Linked DNA regions of Sus scrofa: region 1 is linked to region 2. Evidence: chromatin contacts called from public Hi-C data. All regions are on one chromosome and are shown on one strand. The core of a region is the stretch at or near the end of the contact, and the rest is flanking DNA. Distances in the headings are between cores, read along the strand shown. Region 1 holds the start of PEX26 (peroxisome assembly protein 26). Region 2 holds the start of LOC100737051 (cat eye syndrome critical region protein 2).

Region 1 (5,991 bases), core at 2,963-5,462, 510 kb after region 2:
CTGGGATGGCACTGGCGGGCAGGGGGTGCAGCGTCCTCCAGCTGAGTGATATCACTTTCCCTCCCTGGCCTCAGTTTCTTTGACTGTAGTAGAGGCTCCTTCCAACTCCAAAATCCTAGCACTCAGAGGGACTGAGTATATCCGATTATTTCCTAGGAGACAAGAAAGACAGCATTAGAGGGAACCTTGCAAATTATTCACAGGCAAGAAGGCAGGTTGGGCTATCACATCTGCAAACACCTCTGTGTCTCTGCCAATTGGGGCTGCCTTAGGGCCTGTATCTCCTGGGTTCCAACCTCTCACACAGCAAGGGAAGCTGAAGGTCAGGATAATGGTCCAGAACAGCTCTGGGAGCTGGGGTCCCTTAGGGCATTGTATGCCTACTGCTCTGCACCAGCTAGACTCACAGGTGTCCAAGATGGGGGCTCTGTTCCCGGTTCCCAGGAAGGGCACTGCTGAGTAGGGAATAGAACAAATAGCTATTGTGAAGGACGCACAAGAGAGGCATAAAGGGCAAAACACAGTAGCGAGTTTGAAGGGAGGAGTAATGAGCTTTATTTGGATGCAGCCAGGAAGGACCTGGCTGGGACCAGCCTCTTTCCACCTTCTACGACAGGGCAGGACTGGCTGGTCTGCAGCGAGCTTCTGTTACTTGCTTCATGTCACGGCAGCATGAAGATCTGCTCAGGTGAACCCTGACTCCTGGGTGGGTGAGAATATGTGGAAATTGGATGGCAGGTCTGCATGGGGCTTCCAGCCATCCTTGAAGAATGCCCCTGGCGTGGGCCCTGGTGACAAATCTCCAGTAACTATTCCAGCTTTGCCGCTGAAACCATGAGTTTGGAGCTCAGACGGCTTCTGAACTTTAGTTTCCCATCTGGCAAGAGGAGTAAAAATAATACACCTCTGTTGCCTTGCTCACAGGTTGGCCGTCAAGCACCCAAGGGTAAGTGAGAGCGTGTGTACAGCCAGAATGACCCACTAAGAAAGACTCCAGCCAAACTGCCTCACTGAGGTCCCAGCCTCGCTCTGCCTGCCTGTGTGACCGCCCTGCTGTCCAGCGTCTTCATCTACAACATGGGGTGACAGCAGGATTCCTGTCCCAGGGCTGTTGGTGATTAAGATGAGTTCGATGTAAGGCACTTGGAATAGCACGTGGGGCACGGTAAATTCAGGACCACACAGATTGCACCATCGTTACTATAAAGTGACAGAGGACAACTATGATTTTGATGATGGTTACTTCTGAGACACAGAAGCAAAGTAAGAGTCCTGCTGTGTCTATATGGAGAGGAGGAAACAGAAAGCATTGAGTTCTGCCCTGAACTCCAAGTTCAGGCTTTAAAAAAGAGCCATAAAAATGCCATCTAACTGACGCAGACCTGGAGTGAGGAAGGCACACCCCTTGACCGTCATGGGAAAACATCATCTCCACCCTGCCAATACTTATCTCTTTGGCTTGCTTCTGGCCAAAGTTCCCCACCAGGCATGATCCTACTGTACCCAGAGCTTGACCACTGATTCCCTGTACCACAGGGCTCTGGCTGGATGAGACGTGTCGAGAGGGGCAGCTCTGGATGTTGTCTGTCAAAGTGAAATGTAGAGCCAGCTTGGAAAGGGCAGACAGGCTGGGCTGACTCTACAAGTGGGCGTCTGACCTTTGCAAAGAAGAGTCAAGAGTCAAGACTCTGGGTCAAAGAGGAAGATTACAGAACTTCGAGGTGGAATTAGACTTTCTTCTCCTTACTCACCCCAGCATATCATCACCCTCATTCCTCTGAACTATTGCAGTGATATAAAGCACTCTAGTGGCTGTCACATGATCTCTTTTGAGCCTCACAATACCCCATGTGGCAGGTGTTGGTATTCATGTCTTCAGATGAGAAAACAGACTCAGAGGACTAAGCCGACCTTCCAGAGGTCCCTAAGATTCCAAGCGGCATAGCCTATCTCCCATTCCAGAGCTCCTTCTGCTACAGAAACACCAACTTACCACATGTTCAAAGTAGGTGAGCAAATCCACAACCTCAGGACCCTGCTCAGGCAAGACACACTGTACCTGGCAAACAGAAAGAACAGCAAGTCCCACAGCTTGGGCTAGGGAATGGCTATTGCGTGGGTTTCGTGTCTCATTTACTCCACTAATTTTCCCAAAATGAAAGGATTCCAACAATACAAATCTTGACACAGGTCAGGGCTTTCAGATTGGAAAGAACTGCCTTGTTCCCACTTCTCTCTCTCTCTTTTTTTTTTTGTGGCTGCACCAGAGGCATATGAAAGTTCCCAAGCCAGGGATCGAATTCGAGCCAGAGCTGCAACCTGCACCACAGCTGTGACCTGCACCACAGCTGCAGCAATGCCAGATCCTTAACTCACGGCCCCGGGGCTGGCGATGGAACCCCAATCTCTGCAGCAGGAACTCCACCACCACTTATTTTATACCAGAGGGAGGGAAGGCTGTTTCATAGCTTGAGTCATGAGCCCTGAGACATTAAGACACTTGGTCACTGTCCCTCAGGTGGAATAAATTAGGACTGCTGTGTCTTAGCTTGAGATGGTCTGGCTTCATTAGATGGTCTGGCTCCATTATGTCAGCACTGTTACTCGGGAATCAGCTGGTGGGCATAAGAGTGCTAAGGGGTAGTGGTGACAGAGAGACCACTGCGTAGGCCCAGGTAGTCAGAGATTGGGCGAAACACAGAAATAGAAAAATCCTATTTTCATATTTTTTTTTTTTTTTTTTTTTTTTTGCAAACTCCCACTTCTTTAAATATCTTGACCTCATTCTAGGGATCACAGCACTGCACGTACTGGCAGGCTTGCTTCTTTTAAGGCTGTGCTGCCATCTCCTGGAAAATCCTGGGCAGAGCAAGAACCTTCTCTAGGATTAAGGAAGGGGCCTTTTTCTGGCAGCAAAAGCTTGGAAGTGGTGCTCCTGGAGGCAGAGGCCTGGTCCTGCCAGTCTCAACTGGCCCAGGCCTGGTCAGGTCTGTATTCTGACGCTACTACTGCTTTTCTGATTTTTCAGGGGAGACTTATAAGCCAATTCTGAGAAACAGTTTTTTGTTTGTTTACAGTCCAGTAATTATGCTATTACTAATGATCTTCATTATTGGCTGTCAAATCTGAGGCAGAACAGATAAAACATTTTGATAAATTCAGCCTTGAACTAATTCACTTTCCAGAGTGGAGTTTGCTCTGTGGGAAGAATATTGCCTGGAGAGAAAGGGGGACTTAGGGTGGACATCAAGTATGTGTTGGTCCCAAGGGCAGTGATTTCACCAATGGAGGCTAGTTCTGAGCATGAAAAGCACATTTTCTCTCTGCTCTACTTCAACCCTGGATTTACTGCTAGAAAACAAAGTTAAACGTAGTCACTGTTGTCACATCCAAGTTCTCTTTAAGCATTTATCACCATCTGACATACCACTGTATTTATTTTTAATTTTGCTCCCCTCTTTCACTATGATGGAAGCTCCACAAAGGAGGACATTTTTGTCTCCTTCGTTCATGTGGGATCCTCAGTGTTTAGAACAAGGCTGGCACTTAGTAGGTGTTAAATATCCACGGAAAAAGTGAAGTCCTGGCTTTATCACCTTATGCCATTATGGGGTCCACACTTCTCATCCCCAGAGTCTGATGGATTTTGTGCTTCTGCCTCAGCTTTCCAGGAGGACTTTTTGCAGAGGGTGGAAGGCCCTGGCTGGTGACCATGGAAGGGGATGCTGAGGCAGGCAGGTGCTGACCCTGTGCCTGGCCTGTCCGATTTAATCACAAGGGCAACGTTTTGGAGAGAGTGCAAATGGTAGGGAACTGGGAGGAACTGAAGCTCAGGGCTTAGCACAAACCTAGGAGGCTCTTCAAAGCCTGAGTGAAGCACAGAATATAATAATAAATGTAACTTCTGTATCTGTGTAAAATTACTTAATAATTACTATTAAAGCCAGGACGTATTGAATACTTACTCTGACTCAGTCCTTTACTGTAAACTGCATTACACACTGTACGGCTTTTTCACGGAATATCTATCTGGCATAAGACACGGAGGCTCAGTGTGGATCCCTGGACACAAGCGGACACAGCCCATCCGGCAGAGCGCGGTGGCCAAGCTCCTGCCCTTGGCTGGCTGTGTTTTTGCCACCTGCCAGTTGTGGGACCGGCAGCAAAACAAAAGAAGGAAGGACTGACGGGTGCTGGGCGGGGCCCGGGAGGAGGCGGTTCACAGACGCCCTCTCCTGCTCGCCGCCGGAGCCGTGTCCCTACAGAATCCAGGAGCTAGAGAAGCCGGAGGCCAGAGCCTCGGCCCGCAACAAGTACCCACCTCACCTCCCACAGCCCGCGGCTTGGGTCGGCTGGCTTCCTCCGACTGTGACGGCTTCTGGGGCGCCGTATGCCGGGGCTTGTAGTCCGAAGCCCCCCATCTGCGCCCCGGAGCGGGGCCGCTCCAGGAGCAAGACTACAACTCCCAGAGTGTCCCGCGCCGCCGGGCGCCGCTCTGCGCGCGCAGCGAAGCTGTCGGCGCCCACGTTCCCGCGCCGCTGGCGGCGGCTCAGCCCCTGGAGAGGGTCGGGGCAGACTCCTTCCCGGGCTCGGGGGTTCCAGTCCTTGTCGTGAGGCTGCGTCTCCAGGGACGCAGTGCTCTGCATATCCGAGGGTGCCAGGCTGTCCCTCGCTGGAGCCGCAGACAAGCCCAGCCGCGCCAATCTTTCCTTTACGGGCTGCGGCCTCGGGCGGTTCGTGGGCCAGGCTGTGAGGACCCTCTCTTCTCCCAGGCCGCACCGGACACCCTGCAGCCCCCAGAGGGCGGTCGCCCGGCGCCCGCCTATGAGGAGTGACCCCGCGACCTCTGCAGCCCCCCTGAGGGGGCTTGGGGGCCCCCTGCGGAGCAGCGAGCCGGTGCGCTCCTCCCCGGCCCCATCGGCAGCCGCACTTCTGCTGGAGGAGGCGGCCGACTTGCTGGTGGTGCACCTGGACTTTGCCGCGGCGCTCCGCACCTGCGAACGCGCGTGGCAGGGCCTGGCGGAGGAGCCCGCGGGCGCGTACGTGCTGGGCTCGGCTCCCTTCGGGTGACGGTGGGAGGGGCACCAGTCCCCAGGACTCTTGCCCTCCGATTGTTGGCGGAAGTCTTACTCCTTGCTTTCCTCAGGGGTGCCTGACCTTGTGCCCATTTTCTGAGGAGAAAGGGGAGGCACTGCCCGTTGAGGAGGAAGCAGTTGAGTCGTGTCACAGGGCTTAGTGGGAACCCACAGCCAATTCTTTCTCCCTGTTCCAGGGCAGAATGACATGAAGGGAAGACAGGATTGTATTGTTCAGTTGCTCCAGTAAGCAGGTGGTGGGAGGCTTGTCGAAGGTACACCCTCCACTGAGTTGTCCCCTTCTCACTTTGGCTGATGAGTGGGGATGGGGTTCAGGGCAGGAGTAGTGTTCCAGTTCTATTGAAGGGTCGGATCAAAGAATTAGAAACCTTGGTCTTGCGCTGCTTTTTCTAATGCTGCCGTCCTCTCTGGTAGTTGAAGGCATAATTTCTCTGTGGATTGTAAGGTTGGCTTAGGCCACACTAGGGAGGGGGTGGGTAGAGTAGTCAAAGCTGACCCCAGGGAGTAATGAATTGGGGAGCCCTGGCTGTGTGTTCAGGGGGTTGGTGAATAAATGCTGAAGGCTTTGATTTGGGTGCTTGGAGGTGCCTCTGTAGGTGGTGCTAGGAGGCCAGTAGTGGAGTTCCTGTGCCTGTACTGAGGCTATAACCTTTCAAATTCTTAGCTCCACCTCTCTTCCCACCCAAATATCTATGCTGTTTCTTGTCCTCTTCACCTAAGAAGTAAAGGAACCCTCCTGCTCATTAATCCACATTTCAACTGCATACAGAGCTGTGTGTTGGGCAGCTGCTGATTTGCTTCTAGATTTAGAGAAACTTTTAGCTCCTGGGAAAAGGGCAGTTTTCTCTTGTTTGGGGGCAGAAGACCACTTGTAATTGTGAGGTCCACTAGAACA
Region 2 (5,401 bases), core at 2,316-4,815:
CAACCCACTGAGCAAGGCCAGGGATTGAACCTGCATCCTCGTGGATACTAGCTGGGTTCATTTCCACTGAGCCAGTACGGGGAACTCCTACCTACACCATTTTACAAAAGGGACTTTGGTGACTTTTGTTTCCGAGGGGGTCTTGGAGCCAATCCCCTGAGGGAGGACAGGACTGTATTGAGAAAGGCATAAACTTTCAGATTGCTGAATGAGTTCCAGGAGGGAGAAAGCTGAAAGGCAGAGGAAGGAAGGAAGGTAAGCATTTAAAAGAGTTCTGAATTTATGTTTTTATGCCATTATTTACATCATCACTATATAATCAAATCCATCATTTTATTTCTGTCTATTAGGGAGGATCCCCCTCTCTCCCCAGGCTAATCTGGTTGAGAAGAAAACACAACCCCAATTACAGTAAAAGATTTAGGTAGCACTTCAAAATAAATAATAGAAAGATGACCCAAGGAAGTGGTTGATAAGTGAATCATACAAACTGCAATTTCTTGAGCAAGAGTACCTGGAGAGATACCCCCAAGCTAGGGTGTTTCAGGGAAGCTTTAGGAAGGAGGTGAGTTCCTAGTGGGTCATGATCTGAGAGGCTGAGTCGTCTTTGCAGGCAATTGAAAAAGCGTGATCAGAAGGGAGGAGCGGGAAGATCCCAGGGCTGCTGGTGAGCGAACCAGTTTGGCAAGAGCGAAGGAATTGCTGGCTGGGCCAGGTGGGGGTGGGGATCCCAGGTGAGGCTGGGACAGCCTGGCTTGAGTTAAGACTTGAAGGGACTTTCACGCTTAAGGGAGAGTCATAGAAATTGGGGCAGGTGCGTGACATGATTGATTTGAATTTTAGACCATCAATCTGGCTCTATTTTAAAGGTGAAAGACATCTGGCTCAGGGACCATTAGTTCAAGCCTTTCCTCACAGATGAAATACAGAGAGGTTAAGCCTTTTCTAAGAGAGAACCAAATTTCCTAATATATTCACTTTCCACAACCTCTAAAATTTTTAAAATTAGCCTGGCTTACAGCCCTCCGTGGGAATGCAGCCCTCTACTGAGAAAGGAGGGTATGTGTGAGGGGTACCAAGAATTTGTGAGATACCTGGATCTCAGTTGCACACAGACAACTGAAGTGAGAGAGTAATGGTCCCACATTACTCCAGCTCCAGCTGGCTTCCTGCACTGAGGCAAGGAGGAGTAGTCAGGGTGGCCAGGCAAGGGATAGAAAGGGCAGCTTGAGTAGAGGAGAGAAGCAGCATAATCCAACAGAGAGAAAACTGCATGAATGGTGAGATGATCTGAATTCTAGTCCTGGTCACCAGGGGTTATAGAAGAAGCCATACTTTCGTCACACCCCTTTCAAGATTCAAATAACTGCTTTGAACTGATCATTTAGAATTTGCCATGTATTTCTCAAAGAAACAGTGGTATAAAATGTTGGTTAGTTTCCCAGATTATCCTCCAGGAACCTATTAAAATTCCATAATAGCTGAAATTATTGCATATTTTGTGAAGAGAAATATAAGTAATTTTTGCCATGTTCATTAATAAGCAAAACAGATTTAAACTAATTATTGCGTGTGTTTGGGGATTTTAGGGCTGAATCTGCAGCATATGGAAGTTCCCAGGCTAGGTTTTGTGTGTGTGTGTGTGTGTGTGTGTGTGTGTGTGTGTTTAATGGAAAACATTTCATTAGAAAATGACATAGAACTGAAGGTTGTGGCAAATCTGGAAGAGAATTACTCTGGGCATTGCAAGGTCATCTGAGATCAACAGCACTGGCTCACAAACAGAAAAGAGGCAAGAGAGAGAAAGGGAAAGAAAATATGAGCTGTGCATGTGCTGGGAACACGATACCCACAGCTGGTGTTTAGAGGATGAGGAATGGGCCAGGATGGAAAGGCAGTAAGTAGGGAGAAGAGGCCAGTGTCCAACACGGAGGCACAGGGGGCAGTGATCCAGGTTAGGCCAAAGTCAGTCCAGAAAACAGATTTGAGGCAGTTAAGTCTTGGGGGGAAGGTGGGACAAATGTTCAGCTTCAGGGTATCAATTCCAGCAGAGGCAGGGTGGGTGCAGATGCCAGGCTTTACCTGGAGCCCAAAGGCAGGGAACCCAGAGGCCACACCTTTAGCCCCAGAAGACACAAAACATGTCTGGAGGGACAGGACTGGTTCTGGCTGGTGTGAGAGCGGGCCAGTCAAGAGCACAGGGGACCAGAGTTAGAGGAGAGAGAGAAACATGTATAGAGCTGTGTGCCGTCCACGTGGACACTGACAGGTGACCCTCATAAGAAAAAGGCGGCAGGAGGAAAGAATGCTGAGGAAGGGGCAGGAGGCAGCCAGCCTCCCCACCACTGAGGATCCCCAGCTCCAGGACAGCTTGGCTGGTGTCCAGGACTGGGCAATGGTGTGGGGAGGGCAGCCTTCATGCAAGCATGCCAGGGTAACCAAATCTGGTCCTAGTATGTGACATTCTAGGAGCTGTTACTTCCAGCCTGGCAGTCCTGACCCCTGGGAGGCAGGTAAGAAGGTTAATCAGCAGTAAAGGATAAAGGGCAGAATGAGGAGACAGAGGAGAACCAGGAAAAGGTGGGGAAAGCAGAGGCAGGATGTCATGGATTAGAAACAAATGTGAAGTGAAGCAGGAACCCTTGCACAAAAGAGAGGGAAAAGCATGCAAAGTCAGTCTGATCTGTGGGCAAAGGAAGAGAGTCGGGGACAAAAACGGCGAATTCAGGGCATGTGATTAATTCCACAGTGCGCACAGGTCTTCCACCAACAGGGCATCTACAGGAGAGCTGGGCCTTATCAACACAAAAATGCAGCCTCTGCTGTTTTGGGGGTATTTAGATATGTGCTCATTTTTGTCAATGATCAGAACACACGGTAGAATTTAAGGATGAATTTTAAATCGTTCAATGGTTCCAGGTAATAAAAGAGCAGAACTGCCCAAGTTTTGTGCTGTTTCGGTGCCAGGGCGGTTGGGGGAAGGCGGTGCGAGCCTGTGTTGGATGGACGAAATATTCTGACGCATGAAAGATACACGTAAATATACATTTTCTTTAAGAATCCGGGTTTTTAATAAGTGCTGTCTTATAAAAACAGAACAGGTTACTAGAAAGACGAGAATAAAGTGAGGAAGAGAATGACCCAGAGGAGCGCTCCAAAACATCCCGGCTAAGCGTCCCGGGCTGGTCCCGGTGACGGCCGCGCCGGAGAGGGGAGCGCGGGCGCCCAGCAGCCCCCAGGCCGGCCGGACCAGCGCCCGAGAGCCTGGGTTGTAGCCCACCCGGGAGGGGCAGGTGGCCCCCACTCAGCGGGGGTGCGGGTCCACCCCACGCCCGCAGCCCCACGTGCGCTCAGCCCCGCGAGGCGCCGCCCGCCTCTCGGGGCGCGACCACCCGCCACGTGGGGGCGGGGCCCGGCGGGGGCGGGGCGGTGTTCGCCCCGCGGCCCCTCCCCCCGGCCCTCGGGCGCCCCTCCCCCGCCCCGCGCGGCCCGCGGGCGGGGGCGGGGGCGGGGTTGTTGTTGTGCCGAGGCCCCGCCCCTGCCCGCCCCCGGCCCATCTGTTCCCCGCGGGCCGCGGCGACATTGTGCGGGCTGGGCGGCCGGGCCGCGGCGCGATGGGCCCGGGGCAGCCGCCGCGGTAGCTCGGCCGGAGCGGCGCCGGGAGCAGGCGGGCGGCGGGCGCGGAGGCGGCGGCGCGGCCGGAGATGCGCCCCGAAGAGGGCGGCGCGGCGGCGCTGGGCGAGCTGCGCTCGTGGTGGGAAGTGCCGGCCATCGCTCACTTCTGCTCGCTCTTCCGCACGGCGTTCCGCCTGCCGGACTTCGAGATCGAGGTGCGCGGGCCGGGAGGGCGGGCGGGGCCGGGGCCGGGCTGAGGGGATCGGGCGACAGGGAAAGTTGGGCCGTTAGTCCCGGGCGTCCCCGCGAGCCCTGTGCGGAGTCGGCGGCCGGGGAGCGGGCGGCGGGCTTTGTGGGGCCGGGCGGGCGGGCGGGCGCCCCCGGCCGGCGCCGCGACCCCTCCCCCGGCCGCCTGGGCCCAGCGCGCGGCCGGCCGGTGCCCGCGGCTGCGGACAAAGGTGCGGGGCCCGGCGCGGCCGGCCGGGCGGAGCGCGTGGGTCAGGCGCCCGGGGAGGCGCGGCGGGCGGGGAGCGGGCGCGCCGGCGGCCACAATGCTGCGGCCCGGTGCGGGTGTGGGTACCGGCCGCACGCTTGTTCTCAAAGTTGGGACGCCACTCGGACGAGCACGGCTTCGACTAAACGAGCTGGCGGGGCGACGGTCCGCGGCGGCTCAGAGAAACGGGCGCAGAAATGAGAGATTTGGGAGTGTTGAAAGTCAAGACTTGATTCACAACTCTTCCGAAAATCCTGTTTCTTTTAGTTGGTAAAAGCACTCGGCACTTTAATTCTGCTGCTCAAAATGGTGGCTGCGGTGGGAGGTGTTGCTGGTGACAATGCCGTCGTGGTGCTGCTAAACTTGCCCCTACCCCATTTTCTCTCTGGGATGTAGTAAAACTGAGGTGCTGCTGAATCCCAGGTTTAGAGTTTAAGGACCCGTCTGAAAATCCTGTGGAAAAACTTCATCTTTCCAAATCCGTGTATTCGGATTTTGTTGATGGAAAAATAGAGGTAACTAATTTCGCTCTAAGTTGTACAGAAATCTAATCTATAAATCACTTCTTATGTTCTAAGAGATAAACTTGTGGTTTTAAGTATTAGCTGCTTTAATTCCTAAAGGAAATGTAATCTGATCTGAGAGGTCCAATTTGTACGTATAACTGAAATGAAAAATCGTTGTTGCAGGTGAATAATCAGGGCCACTTGAGATGACTATTCTCTCTTTTGATCTCAGCATTTCTTGGAATTGACACGTTTCTGGTTGTTAAAAGTGTGTACTATTTGAAGTATATACAACACGAATTAGTATTTGGAATCTAGCGTATGCATATTTTGATAATTATCCATATCTGTTTATATTTGGAGATGTTCAGTAGATGGGTAACTGATAGTGACTTTCACCATTGCAGTTCTTGTATAATCCTTTTCACATAGAGGTGTGTTTTGATGAATTTGAGGAATGCAGATTTTAACTTAAAGTCTTCAGTAATAATCAGAAAATTAAAATTTTGGAGTAATTTTTAGGCTTCTAGCAAATTTGACTCAGTGGCGCAGAACTCAGAACATTATCAGTTTTGATTCTTTAAGTACAAATAAATTTGTTGTATTTTTTTTGCTTAGGTGATTTTTTTAAAGTAATAGTTTATTGTCTTGACATTTTGAGAAACAGTCCCTTGGTTAGAGTTTATGATGCACTGGAAGGGCTTTCTTCAAAACAGCAAATGACACCAATATTGAGATGTGTCTATTGGGACAGCTGGAAAGGCCCTACATTCTTAATTTACTGCAA

What was found. Hi-C and Micro-C count contacts between places; a contact is called where the count stands out from the background.
Region 1: a contact with region 2 is called in a Hi-C map of embryonic fibroblasts, with 2.6 times the contacts expected there. A contact is called at or near these places in 1 of 5 promoter capture datasets (fetal liver), 2 of 47 Hi-C or Micro-C datasets (embryonic fibroblasts and liver) and 2 of 2 datasets of targeted methods (alveolar macrophages and skeletal muscle).

The regions. Positions count from the first base shown.
Region 1 is chr5:70,128,812-70,134,802 of Sscrofa11.1, forward strand. PEX26 (peroxisome assembly protein 26) reads left to right here and starts at 4,213. Exons shown (of 5, transcript XM_003126596.4): 1 at 4,213-5,039. The coding sequence starts at 4,825. It overlaps MICAL3 (F-actin-methionine sulfoxide oxidase MICAL3), which reads right to left and starts at 4,158. Exons shown (of 40, transcript XM_021092508.1): 1 at 3,966-4,158; 2 at 1-152.
Region 2 is chr5:69,618,306-69,623,706 of Sscrofa11.1, forward strand. It overlaps LOC100737051 (cat eye syndrome critical region protein 2), which reads left to right and starts at 3,566. Exons shown (of 19, transcript XM_021092503.1): 1 at 3,566-3,830. The coding sequence starts at 3,705.